Linked DNA regions of Mus musculus: region 1 is linked to region 2. A link is a contact called in public Hi-C data. All regions are on one chromosome and are shown on one strand. Each heading gives the region's core, a stretch centred on a gene start, on an enhancer-like site or on the middle of the called end of the contact. The rest is flanking DNA. Distances are from core to core; before and after follow the strand shown.

Region 1 (2,700 bases), core at 123-2,622, 94 kb before region 2:
ACTGGGTAGCAGCTCAGAATTGGGGGAGGGGGGCTCCCCACAGACATTAACTGGGTTGCAGCTCACCTCTGTCCTTATGCTTTACAGGTGACGCTCCTCACCCAGCGGGTTTAAAAAGAAGTCACTGGGAGAAATCAGCAAAGGTGGTTTTCTTCCTAGATGCATCTCCCTGACAGAGGCTGACATCCAGGGGAATCCCTGTCCCAAGGCCAAGTGGACCCAGGGACCCGGCATTCAGAATAAAGAAGCAACCATCTTCAGGAAGCTGGCTGTCAGGGTCATCTCTGGAGAGATGGAAGCTGACTGACTTGGGTCTAGGCTGAGAGGAGAGGCTCACCCCAGAAGGAGGCTGTGGGGGCGGAAACAAATCAATGTAGAGTGTGTAGATGGATGTGTGCTCTGGGCCTGTGTACAATTTACAAGTGCAATGTGAAAAGAAAATAAATCTCCCTTCTCCCTCGCTCTCCCTCACTCTTTCTCTCTGCCAGGCTACAGCAGATTCCTAAATCAAAAACAAGTCTTTAGAAGAGAGCCTCAGACTGGGCTAGAAGTGAGTTTCCTCAAAAGGCAGCAGGGAAGGGGTGAGGGATCTTTGAGAACAGACAGCAAGCTTTTTTAAAAAAACAAAAACAAAAACAAACAAACAAACAAAAACCTGGCACTATTCAGAGTCTAGGGTATGGGGACAGGTGTTGACATGAGGCACCTCTGGGAGGATTTCTGGAGCAAAAGTTGTATGGGCTGCACAGCCATCTTCCATCTGAGTGGCAGGTCATGGGTTTCTTTCAGAAAAGCAAACTGAGTCAGGGTGACATCCTTTTTCATGATCACCAAGGGTCAAGGGACCCAGCCGGGAGAAAATGCTTTTGCACAAGCCAGAGCAGAGCTAAAGATGTTTTCCCCGCTTCTGCAGACCACCTGAGCAGCTAGGTGAAGCCAGCCAGGGCCAAAACCAACAAATGAGGACCACCCTCCAGAGCACCCCTTCCCCTCCCCTTCCTTCCCTCCAAAGCCCAGGGAATCAAGACTTGATTTGTCTCAACTAGCTCCTGAGCTGGGGAGGGGACCGGAGAGGAAGAAGAGGGAAAGAGGGAAGCCAGGGGGCCAGGCAGCGTCCATGCAGTTAGTGTCTTATTGATTTAGAGCCACAGGAGCCAGCAGCGGCAAGGACCATACCTCCTGCTGATCTCGGGAGAAGTGCTCCAAAATCCATGGCTGTGGAGTTGGGGGAGAGTCGCTAAGCCATCTGAAGGAACAGAGCACTGCAGCTCCTCAGCCTGATGGGCCAGGGCGAGCTTTAATTAACAGGGTCTGATGCCTCTTCTTTTTTGGTAACTGAGCAGATTTAAAGGGCTAGAGACCCAATTTGAAGGGTGCTGCTGCCTGCTGCTGCTGCCACTCGCTCGGGCTGCTGCTGTGGCTGCTCCTGGCTGCTGCGCTCGGCTGCTGGAAAAGCTTCCTGCAGATTGCTAGTTCCAGTGAGGAGATGGAGCCAGGAGGACAGGAAATGGGGCTCTGTTTGTGCAGGGTCTCTTGGGATCTGAGGTTGGGAAACTGGACCACGGTACCAAGCACAGCCCACGCCAGTGAGTACCAACGTCCTGCCTGCTGTCCTCTTTGGCCAGGGAGAAGGGCTGCACTAGAGGGGGGCAGGCAGGTAGCATCAAGGGCACCCTGTCCCCACATGAGCCTGGACAGGACGCTGGTCAGGGAGAGTGGGAGGGAGTTTCTGTTCTGAGAGGGTTGCTTGAGCATGGTCACTGTAGAATGTGCACATTCATATACAAGCCTGCCCTTGCACACACTTGCATGTCCATGTACACACACACACACACACCTGTGCACAGACACTTATACGTGGCTAGAAAGAAGGCTCATCTGTTAAAGATAATATCTATCCAAAAAAGATAGATATCTATGTGTATACACACCAGTCCATGTAGATGTGCCTGTGTACACATGCAGGTCTAATCACACACATACACACACACATACACACACACACACACACACACACACACACACACACACACTCATATACATAACGTGCCTACTTGAGTATACACTCACAACCTCTTGCATACAAAACGTGCCTCCCCACCACCTTCCAATACCAGGCTTATGTCCTCTACACCTATAGTAATGTGACCAAGAAAATCTGTGACATCAGGCATGGTCAAGAGAGTAGCCAGGAGTTAGATGTCCACAGAGAAGGAACACGTTGTGTAAAATTTTTGCTGCGTTCCTGAGTCCTTGCTGCTTCTGAAAGACCACAGACCTTGTTGAAAACCATCTTAACTTAAAAAAAAAAAAAAAGATGGGTTTTATTTTTACTTTATGTGACTGTCTGTGTATGTGCATGCACACGCACATGCATGAGTGCAAGTGTGCACAGTGCCTGCAAAGGCTGGACGAAGGCGCTGGAGCCCTTGGAGCTAGAGTTCCAGGAGGTTGTGAGTTCTTCCCAAGGTGGGTGCTGGGACTTCCAGAAGAGCAGAACGCACAATTAGCTGCCAAACCACCTTTCCAGCTCCGGGAACTACATAATGGTTGAGATTATCACAGCGGAGACCCTTTGACATGAAACCTTTTCCCCTGCTCCTGCTAAGGCAGCCACTGGCCTCTCTGTAGTCTTCTCCGTGGCCACTCCATGCCTCAGCCTCCTCCATTTCTTTAGTCAGTTCGTTTCGTGGCACCTTA
Region 2 (2,700 bases), core at 26-2,525:
TCCTCAAAAGTAGAGTACTGAGATGAGCGAGTCATACCATGGAAAGCATGGTGCCTTCCTGGCAGGGTGGGGAGGCACTCTAGAGGACAAAGGACATTCTTTTCCTTGTTGGTTGGTGGATTTTGATTTGGGGGGGGGGGTGTTTTGTTTTATTTTGTTTTGTTTGAGAAGGAGACACATGTAGCCCAGGCTGCCCTTGAATTTATTATGCACCCAAGGATGACCTAGAACTCCTGATCCTACTGCCTTCTCCTTCCCAAGTGCTCGGATTACAAGGTGCACCACCATGCCTGGTTTATGTGGTCTAGGGATAGAGCCCAGGGCTTCACGAACATGCCAGGCAAGCGCTCTCTGCTTTAACCACACCCTCAGGCTGACAGTCACTGAAGTTAAAGGATGCCCCTCTAAAGGCAAGCCAGGGTGGAGATGCCCGATGCAGCAGCTAAGAGGAAAGGGGCTTCAAGAATGGATGGACATACATGTACTTTGCAATTTACGAGGAGAAGGACAAGACGGGGGGGGGGGGGGGGGCGAGGGAAGGGAAGGGAGGGGAAGAAGAGGCAAAGAAGAACTAGAACTGTTTCTAAGCATTTCGGTTACAACATACAAATACCGAAGTCTTCTATATGTCTAAATGACACTGATAGATGCCCCCCTTTATCTCTTTCTCTGTCCCTGTGACCTCTTTTTTCAGTTTTATAAAACAGGGTCTCAAGCTCACCATCCTCTGCCAGTCTCCTGCTGGGATGATGGCAGTACACACAGACACCCAACCAATGAATCTATTCTGATGCCTCCAGTTAACTTCATGATATCATTGACCTTAGGAAAGAGCTGCGTCTGAAACCTTGGGAAGGGGGTGGGGTTTCTAGAGCCACCTTCTTAGTGGGCTCCAACCATGCAGGACAATGCAGCAGTGCGCACAGTAAGTCACTACATAAAACCATCATATCGCAAGCTCATGCCATCTGCCTACAGCAGGCTTTCAGTTGTGCACCCAAGGTCAGCAGTGCAGATTCCTGGAATCCTGTGAGAAACACACATTTGCCAGCCATGGTGGCCCACACCTGTCACCCCAGGCCTCAGGAGGCTGAAGCAGGAGGAGCAGTTCAAGGCCAGCCCGAGCTACACATCGAGACCCTCATCTCAAAAAAGAAAAAGAAAAGAAAGCAAGCAGAACGAGGAAAGACAAGGACTGTACATTCACAGGCCTCGGCTCGCTAGACTTCCTCTCCGGGAAGGAGCAGCAGTTGGTGTCTGAGCAGCCGCAGATGGTTCTGACTCACAGTAAAGTCTGGGGCCAGAGCTCCCAGTGGAGCCAAATCCGTGTAAGCATTGGGCAGAACTGAACTGGAAAGCTCGAAAATGAAGGACGGGGTTTCTGCTGCCTCACTGTGGGCCACGGGAAGGCATTTTATTAAGAGCACCGCACTTCTCATGGGGCAGTCATTCATAAAACCTTTTATAAATGGTTACTAAGGAGGCAACTCCACCTCACTAACCACTTGATTTTTGGTTTGGTTTGCTCATACATACATACATACATACACACACACACACACACACACACACACACATATACCTACATACATATTACCATTTTGATTTTTTAGGCAAGGACTCCCTATGTAGACCAGCCTGGCCTTTAAATTCAGAGATCCACCTGCCTCTGCCTCCTGAGTGCTGGGATTTAAGGTTTGAGCCCCCACATCTACCTTACTTATATCTTTAATTATGAGTATGGTGTGTGTCTGGGAGAGAAGGGGTATGTGCACATGAGTGTAGTGCCTGCAGAGGCCAGAAGAGGGCGCAGATCCCCAGAGCTGTGGAGATGGGGTTGTAAGCCACCTGAAGTGAGGGCTAGGAATAGAACTTTAGTAGCACACTCTAAACTGCTGAGCCCATCTCTCTACAGACCGAAGCCTCAGGTCCGTTCACAAAGCCACCTCATGCTTTCCAAGAAGCAACAGTAAAAGCGTTTAGGAATGACGGCTAGACGTCTCCAGGAGAAACTTACAAACTCAGTGCACCTCACACCAGGTGCTAAGCTTTGGCTGGCATTCTTTTTTTTTTTTTTTTTTTTTTTTTTGGTTTTTTGAGACAGGGTTTCTCTGTGTAGCCCTGGCTGTCCTGGGACTCACTCTGTAGACCAGGCTGGCCTTGAACTCAGAAATCCGCCTGCCTCTGCCTCCCAAGTGCTGGGATTTAAGGCGTGTGCCACCACTGCCCGGCCTTTGGCTGGCATTCTTAATTCTTCCACCTAGTGGAAACATACAAGCTAAAAGGGACACAGGGAGATGCACAGTGGTGCAAGAGGCATGGAGGTCCCTGTGTTCATAGATAAGCACGGGAACAACCAGGAAGGTTAAACACACAGCTGTCTCTTCAAAGGGGGTCATTGTTAACCTGTTTTCCTCCCAGAAGGTTGGGAACAGATGTGGTTAATAGCCTGGTGACCTCTGTGTCACCTTGTGGCCACACTGGCTCCTCCCCAGACCCATCTCATGAGCCTGGTTCCTCAGCTAATCTACAGACTCCGTCTTTATAGACGACGTCACCTGCACTTTACTAAGTTCCCATATCGCACTTCTGCAGCTCTCTTGTACGCACAGCAATGAGCTAATTATCACCAGGAAATGCTTTCTTCCAAACTGTGCTGTGCTTAAATTTGCCTAAAATAAACTACTTGGGGTCTGACTC

Evidence for each region. A called contact is a pair of places that touch in the nucleus more often than the background predicts.
Region 1: a Hi-C map of cerebral cortex shows a contact between it and region 2, with 1.9 times the contacts expected there. The contact joins the promoter of A330070K13Rik here to the enhancer-like site in region 2. A contact is called at or near these places in 2 of 39 promoter capture datasets (hippocampal neurons and liver), 4 of 484 Hi-C or Micro-C datasets (the HL-1 cell line, cerebral cortex, nephron progenitors and 1 more) and 1 of 9 other capture datasets (pancreatic islet).

What each region holds. Positions count from the first base shown.
Region 1 is chr5:130,383,303-130,386,002 of GRCm38.p6, reverse strand. It overlaps A330070K13Rik (RIKEN cDNA A330070K13 gene), which reads left to right and starts at 1,372. Exons shown (of 3, transcript NM_198665.2): 1 at 1,372-1,586. The coding sequence starts at 1,487. It also overlaps a transcript of Caln1 not described here.
Region 2 is chr5:130,289,551-130,292,250 of GRCm38.p6, reverse strand. The region is part of intron 11 of Tyw1 (tRNA-yW synthesizing protein 1 homolog (S. cerevisiae)); the gene reads right to left. Among named protein-coding and RNA genes, the nearest start is that of Tyw1, 34 kb to the right of the region's middle. Within about 2 kb of position 1,275, at least 13 of the 459 cell types and tissues checked have an H3K27ac peak or open chromatin away from gene starts, as enhancers often do. A contact at or near this core is called in cerebral cortex and hippocampal neurons, where this site is marked.